2 separate regions of the Oryzias latipes genome follow, and region 2 is linked to region 1. A link is a contact called in public Hi-C data. All regions are on one chromosome and are shown on one strand. Each heading gives the region's core, a stretch centred on a gene start, on an enhancer-like site or on the middle of the called end of the contact. The rest is flanking DNA. Distances are from core to core; before and after follow the strand shown.

The links. A called contact is a pair of places that touch in the nucleus more often than the background predicts.
Region 2: a Hi-C map of embryo shows a contact between it and region 1, with 1.7 times the contacts expected there. The contact joins the promoter of tmem200c here to the enhancer-like site in region 1. A contact is called at or near these places in 2 of 5 Hi-C or Micro-C datasets (both in embryo).

What each region holds. Positions count from the first base shown.
Region 1 is chr17:4,924,628-4,931,049 of ASM223467v1, forward strand. It overlaps epb41l3 (band 4.1-like protein 3), which reads right to left. Exons shown (of 25, transcript XM_020710739.2): 15 at 5,201-5,236; 16 at 4,056-4,244; 17 at 3,008-3,070; 18 at 2,051-2,686; 19 at 1,367-1,399; 20 at 1,169-1,243; 21 at 190-276. Among protein-coding and RNA genes, the nearest start is that of zbtb14, 9.4 kb to the left of the region's middle. Within about 2 kb of position 3,989, at least 1 of the 8 cell types and tissues checked has an H3K27ac peak or open chromatin away from gene starts, as enhancers often do. A contact at or near this core is called in embryo, where this site is marked.
Region 2 is chr17:4,971,027-4,977,448 of ASM223467v1, forward strand. tmem200c (transmembrane protein 200C) reads right to left here and starts at 3,684. Exons shown (of 2, transcript XM_004078712.4): 1 at 3,410-3,684.

The DNA of each region.
Region 1 (6,422 bases), core at 2,739-5,238:
CACAGTGATGTCATCTTCTGGGGGCAGAGTCATTTACAGAACAACTTTTTTTCCCATCAAACCGGATGTATGAAGGTTTGTTTTTTTTCCAGCAGTAGAAAAGGTCAACATTTTACTTTGCTGTGGTTTATTCTCACTCATGGTGCCTCCGAATGCTTTCCTGTTCTAGACGGTGTTTCTGTTTCTTACATCTGCAGCAGCCTCATAGGTGATGGTCTTGGTTTCTGTGTGGATCACAGGTACGTCCTTGGTGGCTGCTTCCACAGAGTCCAGAGGCTGGAGGACAGAAGAACAGAAGAGGTTCAGGTCAGTGCCTGCAGAGCACAGCCAGTTCTAAAAATCCTCCTGAGCTGCCTCCTTTAAACTGGATGGTTCTGTTCTTAAAATGATGTACATGAAATCAAATGACTTCAATAAGCACCGCGTTCTAACAAACCGAGCCAAAGAGTCAGAAAGGAGCAGACATGTGGGCTTTAATTAGGAGCGTCTAATTTAGTAAAGCGGGGCTCAGAGGAATGCAAATCACAAGGTTCTGATCAGCGTCTGCACCACATCACACTAAAGGCCATCTGATCTGCTCAGCTCGCCCAAAGCCAAGGCTCTGAGACACACGCCTGGTTTTCCGGTGGAGCTGCTCTCTGGTGGCTGGTGGCAGGCCCAGCCACCAGGAGGGGTGCTGAGATGACAGAGCTGAGGCTCATGACGAGCTGATGCTGGAGTGGATGTAAGAAGCTCAGAGTTTCCTGGAGCCGTTTCCAGCGTTTGCCTCCTTTTCACCAACACGCCAGTGTTGCAGGTTCACGTCTTCCCTGTCATGCGTCGTCTCCTCCACTTAGCTTTTAACCTCTGGGCAGATTGTTTAGGGCAGATTTCTGTGAGTTTTATTGTGCTCACTGCAGATGTGGTTTAAATACTTCACAAAACCCCCATATCCCTCAGCCTCGTCTTCCTCCTGAACCAAAATCAGCTCCTCTGACTCTACAGTCTGACGAGTCCATAACTGGGAGCATCATCTCCTGAGCTGCAGGTTTCTGAACATGATGCACATCATCTCTGTGTGCTGGGAAGATAGCGCAGCGTCAGCAATCGTCACTTTCCCAATCATTTCCCATCATACCCAGCGGTTTGCTTGGCTGAAAGGAGCAGCCTCTCCTCATCATTTACTCACCATTTGCCCAGCTGTCTTGCCAGGTGCTGCTCCTGTTTCCGTGGCAACCGCTGTCTTCTCTTGGCCAGGTGGCCCCTGTGAATGATAAATGTACAGTTAAGTGATGTGTCATGAACCCAGCATCACGGGGCAGGTTTACTGTTGGTTTGAGATTAAAGAGCATCACATTTAAAGAGTTTATCAGAGAGCTGTGGTCACCTGCTGAGGGGAGGAAACGCGTCCCGGCGTAGAATGATGACATACAGGGACAGATGGACACAAGAACAGAGAGAAAAGTAAGGAAAGGAAAGGCAAACATCTTGATGGAGCGCAAAAGATGAACTGAGAGGGGGGGTAAACTGAGGAGGAATGAAGTTATTGTATGGAAAACCATTAAGCAGCTTAACAGAAATGATCAAATGATCAAAGCCACGTGTGGAAATTTTTAGTTCTGCTTCTAGAGCAGACGAAATGTCTTTGCTGGGACATCCATACAATTTTCTTAAGTGGTCTTTGGGTGGGGGAGGAGGTGGGGGTATGAGCAGGACAAAAGGGAACAGCACCCTGGCAGGCCTGGGAAGTCCCTCCCCCAGGGAGATGATAAGAGCACCGACAAAGAAAAATGGTTTGAGCAAAACGGCGGAGCAATCAAAAGCTCCTCAGAACTCCTGCCGCTCAGGTGTGACGGCGGTTCAGGTGCCAACACAAACTCAAACGTGAGAAAAGCCAGGAGCCTGGTTGCAACAGAAACTGGTCGAGCTGCGGGTGTGGGCGGGAAGGGCCGTTAGCCATGCTCGGGGCCTGAAAACACTGCTGTTAGGCCGGATCTGCTGCTGCTGGAGCAAATGAATGAGGGCAGGCAGCACGTGGAGCTGGTGGAGGTGTTGGGTTTTGCTTTCATACCACCACTAAAGGCATAGCGGAAGATTCAGAAACTGTCATCCGAGTCGGGCTGGACTTCAGTCTCGCACTGATGACCTCTGAGGCTTCGGTCTTCACCTCCTCTGAAATCCACGAGGCCATTGCCTTTTTGGGGGAGTCCAGGCCTCTAACATGATTCATGTCACCACCTTTCATCTCCTCCGTCAGACTCAACAATTTCACAACTGCATTGTGGGTAAAAATGTCCTCTGGGGCAATTTCTGCTTCTTTACACAAAAGGAACCTTTGGTTCTTGTCAGCTTCCAGCTCTTCAGGGCCAACGGCCTCCTCTTCCTCGTCAACCAAAGCACTCATCACTCCGCCCTCGGAGTCCGCTTGGTCCTCCGCCTCCTTCAGGATAATGAGCGTGCCTTTCTTGTCAGTGATGGCCTGCGACACTTCCTGTCTCACAGCCCCAGGGCTCAGCCTCAACACAGACGTCTCCGACACCTCCTCCTGAGAGTCTGGGGTTTTCTCCTCAACCTCCTCCCTCAAGGTCCCGTCCAGGAAAACGTCGTCGTCCATTGTGGTCGACAAGCTAATCCCGTGGGGCCCCGAGGAGGTGACCCCCTCTGTGACGACGCTGTCCGGTACGACTTTGACCAGATATCCTGCTGCCTGGGGAGACACGTGATTTGTTGGAGACGGACAGAGAGGAAGACACAACAATCACAAAGAAACGTCACGCCAAACACACAGATCCACTCGCACTTCTGCTTCCACTGGCAAAGACGTGACGTCGCTCTGAAAAGAGAGGACTGAAGATGCCAGCGTCTAACGAATTTTATACGCTGATGGGAGAAAGAAAAGGGTCAATTAAAAAGAAGAACCCAGAGGCTCTTCTTGTAAACATCCCTGCAGACTGGAGGCCTCGTACTTTTGGAGCTAGAAGACGGCAGACGAGAAACGGCAAATGAGATCGAATGGAAAGCAGCTTACCTCTGTGCCTTTAGGTCCCACCTCCTCTTTCCGCTCTGCTCCAGACTGCTGATCATCTTTGGTCTGCAAAAAATGAAGTGAACTTAAAAAACCTTCTAAAACAAGGAAGTTCTGGATCCTAAAAATGAACAGCAGAGACAGCGTTTGCAGCCTGAGGGGTTTTTCTTACATCCTAATGGAGGAGATTTGATTAAACTGAAATCAGCGCAAAACTACGGACTTCCCCAAGTATTAAAATGCCTGATTTTATAAACAACTAGAGCTGATGAAACAGAGAAATGTTGGCAGAGGGAACAAAAAAAACACTCAACGTGCATCCAACTATGCAGACAAAGACAGTTTCATTATCAGGAGACGATCTGCACTTTGAGATGCTGTCAGATGCGTTTGTACAGGTTCCTCTCAGAATTCAGTTACAGAGAAAAATAACAACTTTGTCAAATGAGACCTAACTGCATATTAGAAATGAGAAGTCACGTGTGCTGATGCAGAAAGGAGAAACTTCATGTAAAGGAAGTAAGCAAAGATCAGACGAAGGGGAAGTAAACCTGGAATCGAATCAAACGAGGCTCCATTCTGAGAGAACGCGCTTCTGTCAGGGATTTAAAAAAAAACTGATTTCCGGCTTTGGCCATAGTTTACTTTAAAAATTCTTTTAAGAAGGCAGAAGCAGCAGCTAAATTTAGAGGAGAACCTCTGTGCTGCTCCTTCGCAACTAAATATGGATGAGTTCTGACACTGCCTTTCAAACTGGGCTTATGTTGAAGGTCTCTGTCAAGACGGCTCAGGAAGTTTCCAGGACAGCCTAGGTTGTCATGTGTTGATAACCATAAAAGAAAGGACTTAAAACTCCTTCATTCTGGCACTTTTATGAAACTGTTAAGCTGCGTTAAGCTGAGAGAGAAAAACAGCACGATCCCGACATCCGCATCTGCTCCTCTAAGCCTCCCTGCAGCCCGGTCCAACACTGCTCCCATTGTTTTCCTCCCGTCTCCTTGGTGACGTCATGCCTCACAACCATGCCATCATGCTGTCTGCGTCCGCTTACGTCCTGCGGCTCCAGCGGCTCGATCATCGGGGCTTCGTCTGATCTGGGTGAGCGCAGAGGGGATGAGGAGAGTCTCTTCTCCCACTCTGTTGGGCCTGGCGTGCTGCTGCCCGCGGTTTCCAGGAAGGAGCGTTTCAGCTCGCTGATGTTTGTCTGGTGCTTGGCCACCTCTGGCAAAGGCTCTGTGTCCTAAAGTGGCCGACGAACCGTGATTAAAGGAGATGAGCTCGGGCAAAGCGCCATGCTTTCTGTTCTGCAGCGTGCGGAGCATCTGCAGAGATGCTGAGCTGCACACATGCAGCTTAGAAGGGCTCTGCTAACAAACTGAAAACATCTACAGGCACAAAAACGTCACAATAACAGCAAAACAGCTGCCTACGAGGCAATGACCAAACATGGTCTTAAATGCAGCAGCACAGTTAAGACCTGCTCAACCTGATGAAAATAAAGGGTTGCATGCACGGGTTTGGTTAGGCACAACACTCCCAAATCTCCTCTTCTTCTAGAAGAGCTTCTATTTTATTTGTGATACAAGATATTTACGATATATTAGAATATGAGAAGAGTTTATTCACACCACAAGCAGAGTCCAGTACAGGCAGGTAGGCTGGAGAAGAGGAAATATTTCCCTTTTTCTAATCGGTTAGGATTTTTCATAGCTGAAAGGAACCAGCATGCATTATTCGGTTATGCACGACCTGCTCACCAACCTCTAGCATCAGATTGCTATGCCTGATAAAAACGTTTTCCCCCTTTACTCGTCTTATGAAACTATACTGCAGAGAGACAGAGGGGGAAAGGATTCGTCATGACAGGTGAAGAACAGAGAAATGGGAGCCTTGTCTTCCAGAGAACGACTGTAAACAAATGTTACGAAGGAAGAAAACATTACAAAAGGAAAAAAAAGGTAAAACAGGCCTCCGGCGTGAGGTGGTGGGACCTTAAAAAAGTGTTTATGGAAGGAGCCACACCCCTGCAGCCGCCTGTGAGGTGAGCGCAGGCAGGAACAAAAAAGGTCACTTTTGTGTCTGATCACAAAAGCATAGACTAATAGCAGGCAAGCACAAAAGAACAGCACAAAGTGATCGATGGGAGATTTTTTTTTTTTGGTGCGGCTTCCAGGCCTCCAGGCGAGGCCGGTCTACCTGAGTCTGCGTCTCAGATTCCTCATCTGCTTCCGACTGATGGCGGATAAAGAGCAGAGCACACAGACAGTGAGACGAGGCAGTAGCACGTTGTTAGAAAAGAAAAACGTCTGATGAGAAACTAGCAAAACGGAGGCAGCACTTAAGTGCAAGGAGCTCAGAGAGACAACATGAAGAGCAAGAAACAGCTGAACTGTGAGCAGCATTCGTCCACTCACAGCCTCCAGCATCCTGGAGGTCTGTGCAGCTTTAGCTTCAAGCTGCTGACATGAGCTTCTACTGAAACTCTTAGCAATGAGTCTAAAGGGATAAGATGACCTCTTTTGACTTTTTTCAAAGCTACAAGTAAAAGATCAAACAGCATGCATTCACGTTTTTAAGGGCCTATATCATGCAAAATCAACTTTTTGAGCATCTAAGCATTTCGTTTTAGTTCATTGTTCATTACTTAATGGGTCCTTCCTACCAGGAAGAGTCTGTGCTGTCAGCCCCGCCCCCAGACTAACACACACGCCCATTTTCTCAGTGGAGCTAGCGGTGATTGGCTAAACTCTTTCCTTTTATTTGAACAATATGCATGTGCATCTTTGGAAAAGTTCAGATTTTTGTTTTAGAGAAACTGCAGAGGCCGGCTCTAGGATGACATCACGAAATCGGCGGCACCCACAAGGAGAGAAAGGCGGAGCCTCAGAGATTGAGTTGTCTTACTCCCCGGTAAGAAGATTAGCTGCAAAAATAACTCATATTTCATAAAAAACTGATTCTTTGGTGTGTCAAAGGTAATATATGATCATAAATGTGGATACAGTTTACTCTGAAAGGCTTAACAGCAGGATATAGGCCCTTTAATACACTGACAGTGATTTAAAACAGAAAAATGCTTAAAAATCCTCTTTAGAGAGCCAAAAGTATCACAACTCACTATTTATTCCATTTATAGACAAAAAAATAAAGCTGCCTTCAAAACATTTCACATCAAAGCTTGAACTAAAACCATCTGGAGACTGCAGTTTGCAGCAATACAGTAACAGCATAATGGATTCATGGACTCGTTTTCAACTTTAAAGACAGTGAAAACAGCCAAAACTAAGAACAATTCAGTCGACAATGGGAAAAAAAAGGAGCACCATACGTTACATGCATGACGTGCAGAACTGAAAGTGCATGCATCACTCCTAAAATTTCAATAAATGTCACAGACTAATGTGAGGCCCGCGTGTTT
Region 2 (6,422 bases), core at 2,434-4,933, 46 kb after region 1:
AATTAATCAAGATGGTGAAGCCTTAATGGAGGCGTTCAGTACTGGATTATTGTGTGCGACCACAGCTGTGTCCTGTCGCCTGCAGCCAAAATTTCAAAAGAGCCAGTGTAACTCTTTCTCTGGAAAAAAAAAAAAGGTTTCTATTTCTAAGCAAAATGTGTTTTTTTGTGTGTATGTTCAGCTGACAAAAACAGGATTAAAACGTGGAATGATTTCAAATTCACTGAAGGTGTTGTGCTGCTTTTAGGACCAGTCAAACTTGTTTTTTGAGTTTCATCTGCAGGACTGAGCTCCGCTCATGGCATCCGCCCGATTTAACACTAGATTTGATAACACTGAATGGAATCTGGCGGCACGTTTGCACCAGTGCAAGTCGGATGACTGTCAGGCTTCTCAGTGAAGAGCCCTGCATGAGCCGCGGTGCCAAAATCCATCTTTGTGGACTTCATCAAGTGTCACTTCTGTGAACATCAGGTTGAGTTCAAACTGAGTGCTGCTTCCCAAAACTATCAGATGTGGCCTTTCTCGTTTTGAATAACCCCCCCCCCCCCCCCCCTCCCAAAATCTTTTTACAGATAAAGTAGAACAAAGTGCTTCCCAGTAAATGAACCTCCACTTTCGCTCGTGTTCCTCCAACCAAAGGAAAACTAAGAATTTCTAGAGCAGCGTTCATATTGTTACTTATGAGTTTAAAAGTAGTCAAACCAATTAGATTAAAAAGGTAATTTTCAAAATAAATGCTGCATCACTTTGAGGAATATTCTAAATTAAAAAATTAAATTAGTGATCTTAAAAGTATTTCTACATAAATAACATGTGGTATTTTTTCCTTAAGTGATGATTCTTTTAACCTTTAGCGTCAGATTTAAATGAGGTTGACCCATCAGATTTACCTGCAGCGCACCTGGTCATCCCTGCACACGTGTGCTTTAGTGAAGGAAGGCAAACACGAAACGTTTAAAAATTCAACTTCATTAAAATCTTTTGGACATGCAGGCTTTACCTGCAAAAACAAATCTGCAACCTAGAATAAATACACATTTTTCATTTGAGTGAGTTAGTGTTAGAGTGAGGATTTGTGAGGGGAAAGGGTTTGTGGACTAATTTCAGCAACTCCAAACTCTGTAAACATCTGCTGACTTGATGGGGCACAAAAAGGAGGAAGAAAGACTTAATTATGTCTGATTACTTTAATAGTATCACTGCATGAGGATTTGAAGGAGGCATGTGGAGAAATGTCAGCACAGAATGTGAAAGAGTTCTTACTAGTTTTGTGTCGGAGCAGCTGCGGGTCCAGATTTGATTCTCTGGACTAAAGCAGTGAGTGACTGATATAAACAGATTGATGTGAATGCAGGAGTCGTCATTAAATCTGCTCTTTATTTACCACAACACCTCCCAAACTAGTCAAGTTGAGTTTCTCCATCAGGATGATGTCACGCTTCTCTTACCTAAACGTTTTCTCCCGTATTAGTCAACACTTGGCCAGACAAAAATGGAGCTTTTGCAAATGGATGCTCTAAATTTGTCCCAAAATCCCACAAAAGAGGGTGTATAAATTAGTCAGAGGATGCCTGCCCACTGTGGTACCTGAACAAATAGCTGGAGTGCTGACTCAGACACAAAAACCAACGTCTGTATATGCAGGCTTCACAGCCCTTCACTGTTAGATTCCAAAAAGATCATCTTTGGCTATTTTATAGTACAGCTAAATCAAAATTTGAGTTGACCTGACTAAAAAAGGATGGGGGACATTGGGCTCTTTTCAGCCCGGGACTCTGCTCGCCTGTTTTTCCGGCCGTGCAAAAGAGAATTTTCAACCATCAGAATTTCTGAGATATTTTGTCACAGACCTTGATATAAATAAGACGCAACATGCAGGAAAAACAGACAAATATCGTGGCTGACAGAGGAGAACAGGGCGATCCGTGCATCTCGTTGTGTCTTGTCATCCGGTGGGAATGTAATGTGTGCAGACATGAGGCCGGCGGGCATGCTCTGTCCAGCTCCCATTCTCTTTCTGTCTCTGTTTCTAAACCTGAGACTGTCCTTGCTGCCACCAATGTGACCATTCTGGCTAACAAAGTGCAATGTTTACTTTTGGGTTTACTTTTGATTTTTCTGCTGTGAGGCTGCAGATCTGAGGCCTCACCTTTACGGATGACAGTCATCACCATTATCACTCAGACTCTTCCTCCTCCATCCTGCTGTGGGTTGAATATTTCCCTCTCTGAACAAGGGTCTGGCTTTTGATTTCATGAAAAAAATTGTCTTTCAACGCAGTGAGATAGTCCTCCACGCAGCCCCCCCCCCTCTCCGTGGGGCCCCGGCATCTCTCAGAAGTGATGACAGGGGCTCCTCAGGGGAAGTGGAACACAGAGTTCTGCACCTGAGCTTCGGCAAACATCTCACATCCAGGAGCTGCTCAAACGCCCCCCCGGGCGAGAGCCAGCGGTCAAGCGCCAAACCCGAGGAGGCGGGAACGGGCCTCGGTTTGGAGCGCGCGGGGTAGCGTCGGTGCCGCGAACAGGGGGTGGGGTGGGGGGTACACGTCGGATCGTGTCTCTGTCTGCGGTGCTGAACGGGAAGCGGCCGCCGCTCGCCCGGCTTTGGAGCGTCAAAGCTGCGGGGAGCCTTTTTTTTTATTTTTTATTGCGCAATCTTCCCTGAGTGTTGATGCGTCTGTTGACATAACGGCGCATCTGTTTCCTTCTTGTTGTAAGGAAGAAAAAAAAACGAGAACGCAAACATGACCGTGGAGCCGGACTTGCTCCTGAAAATATGCAGACCCACGGCGACGGCGGAACAGCCAAACACACGGGGACATTTTTTTGGGTGGGGGCTCGTGGGGGCAAGACCGATGCCAAACATTCATACCTCTGTCACGGCCTGACGAAGCCCATGCTCCCAAAACTACAACTCTCGACAGTATTTATAGCTTCCATTGTATAAACGGCACATATTTCCATCTCTTCTGCCTTCCCAACTTCTTAGAAATTCATTGGTTGGCTGGGGGATGGGGGGGATGGGGGGTCACCTCCGCCATGGAAAAGTTGAAGAGGATGAAGCCATCATCTGCGCTTACCTTTTCTCCGGTGTGCGCTACGCTTGACACGTGAAAGCGAAGGCATCACATCTGCGCGGCGAAAGCAACACGAACGCAACACAGACCATAATCCGAATGTCCCAAAGTGGACGGGTTTGAGGGCCAACGGGGGTCCAAACCCAACGCCCCTCCGGCATTTAAAGTCCTGCCTGTCGACGTGCGAGAGCCAGAAAAAAATCGGCAACTAAACGGAGCAGGAAGACTTTGGAGACATCGCTCCTCCTGGGCGCGCTGGGTGGGTGTGAAGGCGCAGCGGGGGATCATTCAGAGCAAAAGCAGGAGACCGAGCCGCGCGTGTCTTACCGGAAAGCGCGGATTGACGGTCGAGCATCCTCCGAGGCGCGCGGCTCCTTCTGCTGCTCGGTCGTGGCGTGCTGCTGTGGTGCCAAAGGATGGAAGAGGACTCTCCAGCTAAACGCGGATTCACAATGGAGCCAACAGGGGCGGGCCGACCGCATTTCAACTGGAGGTGATTATTGGACAGCGTGAAAAACGAGGGGTGTTACACATCATCATATGTGTCCGATGCACGTATTAAAAGAGAAAAGCAGCCCAGCAGTTTGTTGTCTTATTTGTATTGTTTTTAGCATTTTACATAACAGTTTGGAATTCAATGATTATTTCTGACGCGCAAACATCTCATATTAAAAAATAGACAAAACAAGATCGTACAGGAATCCAAACATCTGCAGCAAAGGACAAAGTCTCCCTGAATGTTCCTGGGTTTCCATAGCTGGGATGGCGTGCTGCGTCCCCATGTTTAACTGAATTAAATATGACAGAGTCCAGATGGGTGTCGGTGATGGGAAACTGAGGAAACATGCAGCAACTCTGCACTGAGGATTTCTGCACAACAAAGCCCCGCGCTGCATGGAGCTCCAGAGACCTCTCTGCAAATTTATGACCCAGAAATGGGGATTTGTTTATGGCATAAATTAGTGGAAGGAACAGAGGAAACTCCAGTCTGGATGGAGCAGGGACAATACATGTGGAAATTACTAAAGAGGGGCTTCAAAGAGCTGTCTTTTCCCCTTGGTGACTCCCCTTGGAGTGGTGGAGGTCAGTTTTCGGCAGCTTGTTCAATTTAGGAAAATGTGTTGATACTCAGATATGGAACTGGGCTTAAGTCACAGACTCATAACTTAAAGCACCGAAATATGATGTTATATGTGAGTCAGAAAGACAGCTTCTACCGCACAATATCCAAAAGACAAAGGATTTTTAAATGATGAACTATTAAGACATTTTCTTAGTGGATGCACCAACACAGCATATAAACTTTAGGATATTAAAGGTGAACTCTTATTGGAAGCAGGTTGGTCATTGTTGGAGGAAGTTGAACAAAGCAAAATCACTTCTGCAAGCCAAATGACTTCCCTCCTCTGCTTAATCATTTCTTATCAAGGCATCCCCAGGTGCTTTCACTCACAGACTGGGACATGATGAATTAGGGGTCATTAAAAGGGAATTTAGAAATGAGAAAAGGGAAGATAGCAAAAGCAACAGATTTATGTTCCCGTTTGCACTGGGAGGGAGATTCTCAAGCACAATGCAGCAGTAATTTAATTTGTTCCTCTGTGATCACATCATGTCTGTCACGCTTATTTAAGACAGCGCAGTCCTGTCCAGTCCGCCGCGAATGATGTGTCTGCAGCGTCCAGGCTCCATCTGCTCCTCCACGTCTTTCTGATGCTCCTCAAAGCGCAGAGCAGCAGCCTTCATGTGCACAAGCGTGTAGGTGCAGATGATGGTGTGTCAAAAATAGTCCCTGTGATTCTGGAGCTAAAACCTCTCCAGCTCTGCAGCCTCCAAACGAAGGAAGGCATTGCTTTGTTCTGGGGCTGCCTCTCTCTCCACACCTAACTGAAAACCGTGGAGTCCATCTGTTGCACTTCCAGGGGCTCCAGGGCTCAAATCTATGACTTTGGAGCTATTTGGAGCTTTACTGAGACATTCCTGTTCTTACTGCTTCAGTTGTCGCAGGAGTCATAGAGCTACATGGAGGATCAGATGAAAACCTCTACTACTTTCTAAGGCCTGGGGCATAGAAAATTTTGCTACATGCACAACATCTCCTAATGGATGAGGATGGAGTTATTAACGATCCAAGAATGTTTTCTGAGAAACAAATAAGTGAGACAAAGTATTTGTTAGTCTTTTCTCCTCCAGGCAAAGCACACTGTTTCCAACAGAGGCTGAATAATTAATGAGATGAGTTATACTGTGTCCTACAGTATAAGTGCCACAAACAACTGCAGCTCCTGAAAGCAGAGATCACAATTGTCTGACCTGCTGTTTCACTCTCTCTCTTCTGTCTGGTCAAACGGTTTTTACATCACTGCTTCCCAATAGGCAGAAAGGACACACCTTTCTCTGCAACATTTCAGCATTCAGCGCAGAGCAACGGACTCCAAATGACTGGGAAATTGCTTGGCGGCGGCAACAATTGCTTCTTCGAACACGTTGGTGTTAGCGTGACGACAGCAGACCGCCAACAGGCTGCTGAGAGGTCTGCACCTGCATGATCAGTTCATCCGCTTCACTTGATCAGCGGCACCTGGCTTCTTGTTCCCTCTTCATTCTCCCACACAGGCACTGCTCATTCACTTGGTTTTAATTGACAGATAGCAGCACACAGAAAACAATTACTAGTTATTGCTGCTTCAGGATGAGTGTGGGTGTACTGTGTTCTCCTGACCACAGCCTTGCTCAGCTATGGTTTTCATTCGAGGTTGCATTTCCTTCATCCAGAGATCATAAACCTTCTTTCCCTCTTTTAAATATGCTGCCATCTCATCATTGTGATCCATTCCTTCTTTTTCAGGAAAGAAACGAAGATGTCCTCGTTTGTTCGAACATCTCATTTCACGTTTTCAATGATAGATTACAGAAAACTGCAAGAAAAGCAGCGTCTTATCCTTAAGTCTTTTTTTTGTAAAGCTCAGCCGGTTCCCTGAAATGGATTCCTTTCATGATACACACAAACTGCATGTTTGTTCCTTAGGCTGCAACACAATGATTTTTCCAGAGGAAGCAAGAGCAGAGATGTGTGTGTGTGTGTGTGTGTGTGTGTGTGTGTGTGTGTGGGAGCTCTGAATAAACTGGCTGCTCCCTTTATTAAAGTCGGTGGTGTTCATTGTGTTTGGAATCTTTGAACGGCATTTCTTCAACATCAGGGTTCTTTGTGCACATAGAAATGCAGCATAGCAGCAACCCCCTTTTATAAGACAGAGGTGCATTTTTCTTTTCTTATGAAGTTTCAGGCTCAAGTCGCAAAAAGCAGCGGTGCAGGGGCAGCAGATGGGAATCTGTGCAG